Linked DNA regions of Hordeum vulgare: region 1 is linked to region 2. A link is a contact called in public HiChIP or PLAC-seq data. All regions are on one chromosome and are shown on one strand. The core of a region is the stretch at or near the end of the contact, and the rest is flanking DNA. Distances in the headings are between cores, read along the strand shown.

Region 1 (7,043 bases), core at 1,218-3,717, 190 kb before region 2:
CTAAGGATTTCGATACAATCTGGAAATTTTGCAGAACAGTCATCATACTACACAAGAAGCATATAAAAGAATATGTATACATTGTACAGTTATTATGATATATGTAAATCATAGATGACATAAGTTCCAAGCATAATCAACATATGTATTCAGCGCAATTTGGCAGAAATCTATGGTGTGTATTTCTGTCCTTCGATAGGGGGCCTTCTGGCGCACAGTGCTCTAAAACTAATGAAAACAGTGAGTTAAACATGAGTTTACCTTTCAAGAAAAGAAACAATAGTATCTTGTTACAAGCCAAAGGTGCAATGCTAGAACATGATAAAATAATAGTGTTTTTAGAACATCGAGGAAATGATGGTGCTCCAAGCTTAAAAACCTTTCTGGTTGCACATCTAAGCACGTGAACCGAAAACTGAGTGTGACAGACAACCAAATAACTCAAAAGAAGGCAATCATTCAATGTTATTTGGACTTACAGAACCAGGTCCCTCTGTAGATGGACCACCAACAAATGCCATGATCCTAGCACCTGATCCAGGGACACAAACCCCCAGGAGACTGGCCGCCACACTTAATGCAGCTCCAGTGCATCTTGATGCACGTTGATCAGCTGGAATATGCCAAGGGTCCTTTTGCAGCTCTTCAATAACCTGTACATACAGTGAAATCATCGAATCATGTGCTTGACACATTAAAAATTTGGAATATGAACAATTATATGGACAATATGATCTTCTATTGAGTGATATCGATTCTTAACTGAGTTCAGTACAAACTCGCACTCCGAAGCAGGCACAAGGAATCTAGAGATGCTCTCTGATGAAAGACCATCCCTAGTTCCAGCTATTACCCCTGTGGTGGGCTTTTGTTTGCCTGCAAAGAAGCACATTTGCTCCAATATTTGTTCCTTGCTGACCTCCTTTGTTCCCTTGAACACATATGACTTCGGCAACAAACCAAAACCCAATTCATGCACCTACATGCACCAATAATGAAAATATGTTGCTAAATAAAGCATTGAATACAGAATGAAACATTTAGGGACAGAACATTATGAGTAAACACAGAACTATACCTGTACATATGTCCCAAAAGTAATGAACCCAATAAGGGAATTATCTGGCAATAGCTCAGTAGCCTGTGCCAGAGCAGACTTCAAATAACCAATTTCTTCCTCGATGATGCAAGTATCCACAACAAAGATGAAAACAGGAGGCATTACAGGACCTGTTTCTGCAGTGGATATGTACTCAATTGTGGTATACTGAGGAAAGAGTTCTGGAGGGAGATTGTTTTCTGAGATCGAGGAATAGTGTTGAGGGAATTGATTGCGCTGAAAGCAGAATGTACAGAGCCAGATCTTCGCATTATAGTCTACTCTGGAGAAAGGATTGAGGATTGAACGACACATGCGGCAGCGAAGGGGAGAATATGGGACTACTGGCATATCAGGAATTGACTTGAGAGGGGTATAGATGGCAGAAACAGGGACGACGCAGCTCACAGCATCCTCCTTTGTGCCTGGAAAAACGTTCCATGGCATCCTTATCCCATCCAGAGCCTCAAGCTCGAGGAACTCAGACATTTTGTATACAGCAGCCTTATGTATGCTATTTGTGTCAGGCCTCTGCAAGTGAAATGATACCCAACCTGCAAATTTCAGATCAAATAGCAAGTGAGAAGTCGGTGAGCATATGCAAGCAAACATAGAGCACCAAGACCACCGCAGAAGGACAATTCAATACAATCTGCTCAAATGCAATATCTGATACAATAGTTCTTCCACATCAAAATTGTGTTTTTGCACGTTCCTAGCAAAACTTTTTACACTCATGCCAAACGAATAACCGAATGTGGTGACATGCAGCGCGAAATTGCCCTCCGGGTAGCCCAAAACTCCCACAAACTAGCGAAGTGGCAAGGGCTGATTTCGACTTGTTCTACCTGTGTGACAAAACCGCCGCAAAATATTCGAGATCGCAATTGCTTCCCGGCCATCCGCCCACCAAACACTACCGAAAACCCTCGCAGCTAAACACGGCGAACCCTAGTCCCTGGATCTCCAAGAACGACCTCGCCTTCAGGAAACGGAAAGGCAGGGGAGGCAAGCAGAGGCGGCGCTTACCGGCGGATCACTCGCGAACACTGCCGCGCCGCGAGAAACAGAAGGGTAAGTCACCGCCTAGTGCCGGCCAGCCGCACCGTCGCCGGCGTTGGGGCAGGAGGCGATGGAGGCGGCACGGTGGAGCGCGCGATGCGATCGGGACTCGGGAGGGGGCTCTCCAGTCGGGGGACAAGAAGGAGAGGGGTGAGGTGGCGCCGGACTGAGGTCTTGTGGGGCCGATGTTCGGTGATGAAGGGCTCGGATGGGCGCGTCGGAAGCGAGGCCGGATCGGACGGCTCGCACGAGGCCTGCTTGCGTGGCCTGCCCTGACTCGGCTTCCGGTTGTTGTGGACACCGGGTGTCTCGGCGCTGGCAAAACTTTTCCGACAACCGCGAGAGTAGGGGTTTCATGTCCGAGCCGGGCTGGCGGTCCGTCGTCCGGAAAAATTAAAACCGGTGTCTTGTTCGGTTTTTCTTTTAAAGATGCAACAAAAAGGTTTTTAAGCAATTTTTTAGGGCTTTTAAGCAAACTTTAATATGCAAAGGTGTTTTTAGCAAAAGCAACCACACGCCAAAGGCCCACCAACCGGGCTCGATTTTCTTTTTGGTGATTGATTTATCGAATTACATCTATAATATTATAATATGTGTATTTGTTTGATTCGGCATGAAAAAGTAGCGTCATTACTCGACAGGGTTATGTCGTTCAAATGGCGGAGGTGCGGATGGGGGGAGGGGGTCGGTACGAGAAATGACGGGTGACGCAACTGCATCGCCTTCACGCTCTCAGCTCGCGTGTCGTTTTAATGCCGACACCAGTGAAAAGTTGCGCATGCTTTAGACCAGCATGAAGCAGCGTCGACACTTTCAAGTGACATGAATGCGCGACAACATCTTCACGCATGAGAGAGTGCGAGAGAGATTTTCGGGTGGGTCTAGGGTGTCGGACTCGTGCATGGCAGCGGTTCGAACGTTCATAACCTTCCCTCCCCACCCCACCCACCCACCCCCACCCCTTGTCGGTGTCAACCGGCAGATCTCTGGTAGGGGGTCCCGAATTGTGAATCTTGGATTGATGGGTAACAAGAGACAAAGAAGACGATGTTTACCCAGGTTCGGGCCCTCTTGATGGAGGTAAAGCCCTATGTATTGCTCTTGTTTATATTGATGATGTGGTATCGAGTACATAGTTGATCTACCTCGAGGTCATGTTGTGGTATAAACCCTAGGAATAATGATCTTAACCTGTCCTACGAACTAAAACCCTCCGGTTTATATAGATACCAGGGGTACTAGGTTACACAATATCGGTTATACCAAGGAGAAAACATGTCGATTACCATGTGGTCGTGGGGTGCATGTCAAGTCTTCGAAAGAGTACATCTTGAATACAATGGTGTCTTCTAGTCTGAATTCCAATGATGATTAACACACGACCCACGAGTCCGACCCACGAAAGTAGGTAAGCGACCCAAGGACCCCTTATTCCCGGACTCCCTCGGTAGCCCTCGAACTGGCATCCAATGTCGAAGTCTTGATCTACCATCTTCACACATTCAAAGTCTTCGCCTTGCGCGACGAGTTCCTCTCATCCCCATGTTCTGCTGACTCTAGTCCAGCTTGCACCGCATTCTTGATTGTCAAAACGTCGCATGGCCCGCAAAATTAATTTACTTCTAAAGGGTTAATCATACCCCTCGATTCCCGTGCGCCAATAAGAGATAGGCAGTTCCAATAATATTTTCACAAAACCCCTTCACGTGAAACGGGGAAATCTACTTATTACATAAGCCAAGCGCGCTTCCAGCAACACACCCTATCCCCCCAACCGTCGAGAAGAACACCAAAAAATCAAAGGCATGGCGAGTGCTCCAGGCTCCTCCTCGTACCCTCATGGCCCTATCCCACGCGACTAGGCAAGCTCTTCTGTCCCTCGTATTCGTCTGTGTGAACTAGAGGTGCAAGCATATTTCCCTTCCTTAGATCTAGCGCCTTCCCGTTCTAGATTAACTTCCGCAAATGGTGAAGCTTTCGCACACAAATCCCCTACTCCTCGCAAGGATGAGAGGGTATGTTTCCTTCCCTTCCTCTTATGAGGTTTGTGTTGGGGAACGTTGCATGGGAAACAAAAACTTCCGTACGCACACGCAAGACCTAACCATTGTGATGATCATCTACGAGAGGGGAGAGTGAATCAACATACCCTTGTAGATCGCTAAGGGAAGCGTATATAACGCGGTTGATGTAGTGGAACATCTTCGTGATCCAAATCGCAGCTCATCCCGCGATCTCATCATGATCCGTCCCGCAATCTTATCACGGTCCTTCTCGATCTAGCGCCGAACGGGCGGCACCTCCGCGTTCAGCACACGTACGGCTCGATGACATCTCCTCCTTCTTGATCCAGCAAGATAGGAAGGAGAAGTAGATAGTATCTCAACTAGCACGATAGCATGGTGGAGATGATGGTGGAGCAGTGCCAGCAGGGCTTCGCCAAGCGCTGCCAGAACCGATCTGAGGAGAAAACAGAGTTATGGGAAAGGTAGGGCTGCCACTGGGGCGTGGGAATTGGTGTGTTCAGCCCCTCCCTCTCCCGCACTATATATAGGAGGCTAGGAGGAGGGTTGGGTCGCAGCCCTAGCCCCTTCTCCAAGGAGGGGCGTGGGCCTAGGGAGGTTTCCTCCCTCCCCAAGGCACTTAGGAGGTGCCTTCCCCTTAGAGGACTCTTCTCTCCCAACCGCATGGGCCCTTGGGGGCTGTCCCAACAAGGCTTGGACGCCCCCTTACAACCCATGCATGTCCTAGGGGTTGTAGGGACCCTTCCGGACTCCTCCGGAACCCTCTAAAACCTTCTAGAACCTTCTAGAAGCTTCCCGGTACAATACCGATAAAACCTGAAACTTTTCTGGTAGCCAAAATAGGACTTCCCATATATAAATCTTTACCTCCGGACCATTCCGGAGCTCGTCGTGACGTCATCGGTATGTTACTTGCCCGAGATTCGATCGTCGGTATCTCCATACCTAGTTCAATCTCATTACCGGCAAGTCTCTTTACTCGTTCCGTAATACAAGATATCGTGACTAACTCCTTAGTCACATTGCTTGCAAGGCTTGTTGCGATGTTGTATTACCGAGTGGACCCCGAGATACCTCTCCGTCACATGGAGTGACAAATCCCAGTCTTGATCCACGCCAACCCAACATACACCTTCGTAGATACCTGTAGAGCACCTTTATAGTCACTCAGTAACGTTGCGATGTTTTATACACACAAGGTATTCCTCCGGTGTCCGGGAGTTGCATGATCTCATGGTCATAGAAACAGATACATTGACATGCAGAAAACAGTAGCAATAAACTGACACGATCATATGCTACGTTTATAGGTTGGGTCTTGTCCATCACATCATTCTCCTGATGATGTGATCCCGTTATCAAGTGACAACACTTGTCTATGGCCAGGAAACCTTAACCATCTTTGATCAACAAGCTAGTCAACTAGAGGCTTGATGACCCACAGGTATAGGAGATCAATCATAGTCCTTTCGATAAGTAAGAGTGTCGAACCCAACGAGGAGCAGAAGGATCTGACAAGTGGTTTTCAGCAAGGAAATATCTGCAAGCACTGAAATTATCGGTAACAAGTGATTGTGTGGTGAGATGATTCGTAGCAAGCAACAAGTAACAAGAGTAGCAACGGTGCAGCAAAGTGGCCCAATCCCTTTTGTAGCAAGGGACAAGCCTGGACAAAGTCGTATAGGACGAAAAACACTCCCGAGGACACACGGGAATTTCTGCCATGCTAGTTTCATCACGTTCATATGATTCGCGTTCGTTACTTTGATAGTTTGATATGTGGGTGGACCAGCGCTTGGGTACTGCCCGTACTTGGACAAGCATCCCACTTATGATTAACCCCTCTCGCAAGCATCCGCAACTACGAAAGAAGAATTAAGACAAAGTCTAACCATAGCATTAAACTAGTGGATCCAAATCAGCCCCGCACGAAGCAACGCATAAACTAGGGTTTAAGCTTCTGTCACTCTAGCAACTCATCATCTACTTACTACTTCCCAATGCCTTCCTCTAGGCCCAAATAATGGTGAAGTGTTATGTAGTCGACGTTCACATAACACCACTAGAGGAAAAACGACATACAACACATCAAAATATCGAACGAATACCAAATTCACATGACTACTATTAGCATGACTTATCCCATGTACTCAGGAACAAAAGTAACTACTCATAAAACATAATCATATCCATGACCAGAGAGGTAATGGGTAGCATCAAGGATCTGAACATAAACTCTTCCACCAAATAATCCAACTAGAATCAACTACAAAGAGTAATCAACACTACTAGCAACCTTACAAGTACCAATCGGAGTCGCGAGACGGAGATTGGTTACAAGTGATGAACTAGGGTTTGGAGATGAGATGGTGTTGATGAAGATGTTGATGGTGATGAGTCCCCTCCGATGAGAGGAGTGTTGGTGATGACGATGGCGACGATTTCCCCCTCCGGGAGGGAAGTTTCCCCGACAGGATCGTCCTGCCAAAGCTCTAGATTGGTTCTGCTCAAGTTCCGCCTCGTGGCGGCGGCGAAACCACGAAAAAGCTCCTCCCTGATTTTTTCCAGACAAAACCCTTCATATAGCAGAAGAGGGGGGCAAGTGGGCCAGCAGGTTGCCCACAAGACCTCATGGCGCGGCCTGGGGGGTGGCCGCGTCGTGCAGGCTTGTGGCCAACCCCTGGGGCCCCTCTGGCACTTCTTCGGCCCAGTATATTTGATAAATCAGGAAAAAAAATCCTCTTTGAATTTTACGGCGTTTGGAGTTGCACAGAATAGGTATCTCAACTTTGCTCCACTTTCAGGCCAGAATTCCAGTTGCCGGCATTCTCCCTCTTCATGTAAACCTTGCAAAATAA
Region 2 (6,835 bases), core at 4,130-6,629:
GACTCCTGCATGCGTACCCACAACACCTATGTCGACTACAATGATTGTCGAAACCCAATGTGGAATGCCATGTTCCACTTCCCTATACCCGCAAGCGCGGTCTCTGCCACCTCGCGCTTCATGTGCCTCCATGTTCAGAGACTCCCTTCTTCGGCCACCGTGATGTCGGTGAAGTATTTGTGCCCTTTAATGATCTTTTTGTTAACATGACTATCGGTGGTGACCCAAATACTATGAGCTATCCGGTGCGGTGGTCGTTGTCTAGCCGCGACCGTGGTGTTCTTTACTTCAGCTACAAGTTCATCGATATCAAACCGACACTGTCACTACTGCAAGCGCTACAAAAAGAAAAGAAAACCAATATGTCAAGAACTCTCGGTACTGTGAGGTGGCAATGGCCAAAGCCATGGTGCACGTCACTGCATACCCACAACCGAGGGTGTACCTTATGGTCCACCATACATGGTGTATCCACCAAAACCATATGGGTATGTGCATCCAACACCATACATGTATACTCCTCCGCCGGCAATGTACATGTACATTGTAAGTAACATTATCGATGGCTCAACCAGCAAGACACGTGAGGGATGGGAATGGGGCTAGGCCTGAGGCTCGTCACGGGCACGACCGGCGGGATGATGCTCGGTGACATGACCAGTGACTTTGAGGTCAATGTTGTCTACGATGTCGGGATCAACGATAGAATGAGTTTTTAGATCACAAATATAGACTAGATATACAAGGGGTGCCCTTTGTTAATTTTCAATGTACGTGAAAATGAGTGGGAAAAAAAGTTAAAATCATTGAAAAAATATCCATCTCAGTGAGACGTCATTAGGGCCAATTCCATTTCCCCCCTAATTTTGGCCCGACCTCATCTTTACCCCTAAATAAAAACAGTGCTCAACTTTGCCCCTCTTCTGTTAAGTGCACTTATAGAAATGCCCTTGCGTACATTTTCCGTCGAGTCAAAGGCCTTTGACCGATACATTTTTTTATACGCGCACTTAACGGTCAAAGGTCTTTGACTGGACGGAAAATGTACGAAAGGGTATTTCTATAAACGCACTTAACGGAAGAGGGGTATAGTTGAGCACTGTTTTTATTTAAGGGTAATGATGAGGTCGGGACGAAATTAGGGGAAAATATGTAAATGTTCCTATATTCAATATCTAAGTAGCTAGCCCTCACTAACAAATTTCTCTCAACATACAAGTATGCCACATTAGCATGCAAGAAAAGGCCCACCTCAACATGCAATCATGCAATGGAAAATGTCCACCTCAACATGATAAGAACTTCCATTTTATTATGCTATTAAAATTTATGTTTAATAAATAATCTACAACTATACAACAGGATTAAGCATCATAGGTTTTAGCTTAAGAATTGTGAAGAGGTTAAGAACCTAGTGGAATCCACCGTGAGGGGTCAGTTTTAGTTATCAGATTATTATCCAAATATTCATGTTCCATACAACTAAGTATCACAAAAAAATATTGCAAACATTCCCGTGATAATGTGCATATTATCATATAATTTTGATAAAAGAAGGGCACTATAGTCTACAAATGACCAAAGTTGTAGACTACTACATGTAAAATGTGTTGCTTTTCCCCTCAAGAGAAGGGAAGATGCAGCACGATATAGATAAGTATTTCCCTCAGTGAGATTCAAGGTTATCGAATCAATAAGAGAATCACGCAAACCCCGTTCAACAACACCTAGATACACAGAACCAAACACTTGCATCCAACGTGGGCAAGAGGGTTGTCAAGCCCCTTGAACTCGTTACTTGCAAGGATTAAATACTGGTAGATAAATAATAGAAATACAAATAAATAAATAACAGTAAATAAATTACAGCATAGTATTTTTGAACTTTTAATAACTTTGTTCAAGTAGACCCGGGGGTCATAGTTTCTGTTAGAGGCTTCTCAACATATCATGCAGTGGGTAAATAAATTACTATTGGCCAATTGACAGAATAACGCATATATGACATGTTGTTCACGGCAATGATTATATATATATATATATATATATATATATATATATATATATATATAGAAACTCTATTCATCACCTAGGGTGCAGAATAAATTATTCCTCACTCGAGGTAATTTTTCGGCTATTTCATAAATAAATTAAATTTGAAATGCAAATAGATACATTTATATTGATTAACTACGAAAAATTTGACATAAGAAAACAAAAATATAGATCATAAGACCAGAAAAATCGCATTTTATGTATAATTTACACTATATATTTATGTTTGTAATTTTACGTGACATAAAATATATTTTTCGGTGACTATTTTTTTTATGGTCTCTTTTTACGTATGAGATAAGATTAAAATTTAAGAAACGTAAAATTATGGTGTAATAATATGAATATAGAGGGGGTGAAGAATAACTATTCCTCACCGAGGGTGACATATAGGGTCGCGCTATTCGCTATAGGGTCGAGCTATATATCATGTAAATAAACAAGTAGATTGACTCATGCTTGCATGCACTAATATTACTTCACTCGTCGACCGTCATCCAGCATGCATACAGAGCATTAAATATGAAACAGAGTAATGATTGGAGCAAGATGACATGACGTAAAGGAAGTAAGACAAACAATATGTTCAGACCTCGTCGTTTTATCCTTAATGGCAACACTATAATATGTGTTATCTCCCTTTCTGTCAGTGGGATTGAACGGTGCCGGAGCGGGTGATGACCCCGCCACCTGACGATGGTGTCATGGCCAAGACATACGATGGTGTGGTGGCGGCCCCGGCTACTGCTGGCGTGGTGGCGGCTACAACAACGACAAGAGCTGCCTTCAGGGGTGGTGGAGCGTGTAGTTGGTGGCGTGCGCACACCCACCAGGGACGCCACGTGCACTACACGCTTCAGAGGACTGTCGCGCCGATGCGGTGAAGCCTCCCAACTAGAGCTGTCCTCTGGCGTAGTGGCTCATCGACGACGAACGATCGGTGCCATTGGCGATTGGGGGAGAAGCAAACTAGACAAGCTACTGGGAGGGAGGGGATGAAGGCAATGTGGAGTTACCGGCCATGAGGGTTTATATAGCACCCGACAAACATTGGGGATTTGGAGATTTCACTGAGCCGGGCGGGAAGCTAGAGCTGTAGGACGGTTTTGTGTGTGGGAACCTGCGCGGTTGTGTGTCGGAACCTGCGCGGTTGTGCGCGGGAACGGGTTCATTGAGCCGACGCGTGGCCAAAAGCGGTGCCGAAGCATGCACTCGAATCCTTGTGTGGCAACGCGGTGACATGACATGCGAGAGGAGGACGGGGTGATGTGCAGGCAGACGGGTCATAATAATAAAACGTATGTGATATTAATACAAGCAAACATCACTTCCCAACATAGCATCGGTAATGATTTCATCCAGCTCTGACAATTGTTTAGCAGCAATCGTCTGCCCACAACACACATAGCTTGTCAGTATGAATCGTTTGAGTTAATATTTGTCTTCCCACACAATTCTGTTGAATAAACTGTTTGCCGGATATCACACACACCTTGTTATGGTAACTCGTTTGTGTTCTAGGTGTATCAACGCAAACAATTTGTCTGAGCGAATTATATCTCGTACTTCGCACACATATGTATTTTGTGAACCGTTTGTGTTATCTTGTCTAATCGCAAACAGCTCATAAGAACCAACTATAAGCCTGCATCACACGCTAGTCTAATCTCAAACATGTCTGATGGACCAGTCATTGCACACAGTTTTCTTTATTAGCGACGGGGCTATAACTACACCGTTTTCGATGGCTCGATTGCACACAGTTTAGACGAAGGGTCTCTGATTGATGTGTCGTAACCACCCTGCAGTGGTGGGCTATGAATAGTTTCCACTTCAGCTGCCCATTCATCTTCAACCAACAATGCATAACGTTGAATTTTTTTGCTCTAACTTTTTGAAACGGTACACGCATGAGAAGGCTACCAAATAGAACATTGTCAAGGTAACTATGCACATTCGGCTAGGGTTCAACAAAACATCCGGCTAGGGATTAACAAAACTATAGACATCCGGCTAGCGATTAACAAAACCATGCACATCCGGCTAGCGATCAACAAAATTCTACATATCTAGCTAGTGATTAACAAAACATCCGGCTAGGGATTAACAAAACTATAGACATCCGGCTAACGATTAACAAAACCATGCACATCCGGCCAGCGATCAACAAAATTCTACATATCTAGCTAGTGATTAACAAAATTATGCATATCTGGCTAGTGATCAACAAAACAATGCACATACATCTAGTGATCAACAAGACAATGCACCACCGTCCTTCCGCTTCTTGAGCTTCTGCTCCTTTGCGGGCTTCGCTTTGACATGTCGATTTTGCTGCACCGTCGAGTTGATCTTCAGGGCGAAGGTGATGCTGGGATCCTCCTCCACCTCCACCACCATCTCCATCTCTGATAGGCCTCATCTGGTGCCATGCAGCGACGGTGGAAGAGAAGAAGAAAGTGAAAGAAAAGGGCGAAAAATGCTTGGAGAGGGGTGGGGTGAAAGAAGAAAGTGGGGAATTTCGACATGAAAACAGTGCGGGTGCTACAAAAGCACGGGCTCCGCCTCCTAAGTGGGCAATGGGGGTGAGAGACCGACATGGCGTGTGCCACGACTCCTGCAGAACCTCATGGTTCTGGTCTACGAGAAAAAAAGTGATCCGGACTGCAGCGCAGGAACACGGTGGATGACTTTCGGGACCCGGGTTGTACAATCTTGAGGATCATTGGAGATGCGCAAAGACGGTCCAGTCCTTTGCACGGGTAAAAACCAAGGCATCTTCCGGTTTGGGCAAAGGGCAATGCGGCGCTTCTGTGCACGCATGTCCGTCCATCCGTCACAGGACTCGGCGGTTTATCCGTAGCAACCGCCAACCGGTGACCCGTGCCACAGCTACATCGGCACGTGACGATAGAAGTAGTAGCATATACGGATCTCCCGGCGCCGCCGAGACCCACCCACCCACCAAGCACCAACCAACTAACCGCCCCACACGACGGCATATGCACGCAGCTCGCGCGCAATTTCCCGCGAAGAACCCCACAGCGCACGCACGATCGCGCCTCCTCCCGCCGACCCCAGCTCATGCTTGCATCTACCACGGTAGAGTAGATGGATAGATCAACGGAAGAAAGTGCCACGGCGTAGGCGTGCGCATGCGGCCACAGTGCCCGCGTAGCCGTAGTGGCGCCCCACGCCCGTCCAGGCCGGCCAAGTACGCCGGCCGGCGCCCCGCGCCCGCTCGACACGTACGCCCCGCTCCATTTCCCGTCTGATCTCAGTGCTCAGCTAGCTGCTAGAGTGAGTAGCTGCTGTTAATTACTACTCCTCCTACTCGGAATCTCTCGGCTGGGACGTCGTACGACCACCGTTTCCCACCTAATCCAATCGTTATCTCCTCCCACCCAGTCCCAGCCCAGCCCGGCCCCGTAATAGCCATCGAGCACAGCACCCACCACCGGCACAGGCGCGCGCGTGGGTGGAAAAAAAGTAGGCATAGAGAAAGAGAGAGCAGGAGAGAAGGAAGCAGAAAAGAAAAGGCCGGCCATGGCCGCCACCGCCGCGGCCACCGTGACGGCGGCGGCGTCGAGCTGCGGCAAGCGCGAGAGCGCCGGCGTTGCGGTGCCCGCCGACTTGTCAGTCCCCAGCTCTCCCTCTCCCTGCCTTCCTCCCTTCTCCTCACGACAAACCATTCGAAGCTCTGCTGCTGCGTCTGGACTCTGGAGTCATGCTCATTCTTTGGCCTGCTGTTTGCCGTCGTGCGCAGGGCGAAGAAGGCGAAGAAGGGGAGGTCACCGCCGGCGGAGGAGATGGAGGCCTTCTTCGCCGCGGCGGAGGGCGACGTCGCGCGGCGCTTCGCTGCCAAGTGAGTACCACTGCGCATGCACGCGCTTCATCTGAGCTGAAGCTCCGGCCTCCGGCGTCCGTTTGGCGCCGGCTTCCTCCTATGCCCTCGGGGAAAAGCTGCGAGGCTCGGGCTGCTGTGGATTTATACGGGAGTAGCTAGCAATGCATGAGCAGCAGTGGGCCTGTGGATTGTGCTCAAGCAACATGAGGCCTCTGCTGCTGCTGAAGATCTCGGTTGTCAGTCAGTTTGGTGTCGCACGCACACTCGCCAAGCATGTGCCTTGCCCTGCAATTCTCTGTCGCTGTTTTTCTTTTTCTCTTGATGAAAAGGCTGGCTGCTGGTGCTAGTGCAGGAATTTGAACAAAACCACTACACATATAGGGAGTTTTGAGCACCAAATTTTGTAGAAAAAGACACAACTAAGACGGATTAGGAGAATTCTGAACAGCAAAGGAAAAAGTGGTTTCAACTTTAAGATATATTCGTATTTAGACAAATCAAGGACAATTTTTAGTGATGAAGGAAATATTTTCAGAAAAAGAAAAGTGAAGTGGGCAGAGTGCAGTACAACTACTGTTCTTTTCTAACGTTTGGATCTTGTGCTTTGGATTGAAGGTACAACTATGACGTCGTGAAGGACGCTCCCATTGATGGGCGGTACGAGTGGGTCCGAGTGAGGCCGTAGGAAGGATGCCGCAGCAACCAGTCAAGTGTCAGAAGCACAGCAAAGACAGACCACATCGTGTCCTTTTTAATCATTCTTTTGTAGTTACCCTGTCATGCTTTATTAGCTGTAATTATTGCTCACGAGATGCCTAATTGATTCTGTAAAAGCTCACCATGTAAGTCGTCAGTGGATCCTTTCACCTGTAGCTAGTTTGCTTTTATTAGCTTGTCGTGATGTGTTTTGTTTCATCAAGGAAAACAAAGTGT

What was found. HiChIP or PLAC-seq counts read pairs in DNA pulled down with a chosen protein or histone mark.
Region 1: an H3K4me3 HiChIP or PLAC-seq map of embryo shows a contact between it and region 2, with 5 times the contacts expected there. The contact joins the promoter of LOC123398741 here to the promoter of LOC123395869 in region 2. A contact is called at or near these places in 1 of 6 Hi-C or Micro-C datasets (leaf) and 1 of 1 datasets of contacts at active chromatin or transcription factors (embryo).

What each region holds. Positions count from the first base shown.
Region 1 is chr5H:462,079,444-462,086,486 of MorexV3_pseudomolecules_assembly, reverse strand. LOC123398741 (protein transport protein SEC23-like) reads right to left here and starts at 2,467. Exons shown (of 13, transcript XM_045093195.1): 1 at 2,129-2,467; 2 at 1,079-1,653; 3 at 764-979; 4 at 480-653; 5 at 1-19. The coding sequence starts at 1,588.
Region 2 is chr5H:461,888,639-461,895,473 of MorexV3_pseudomolecules_assembly, reverse strand. LOC123395869 (cyclin-dependent kinase inhibitor 6-like) reads left to right here and starts at 5,379. Exons shown (of 3, transcript XM_045090901.1): 1 at 5,379-5,690; 2 at 5,822-5,920; 3 at 6,518-6,835. The coding sequence starts at 5,602. The coding sequence ends at 6,587.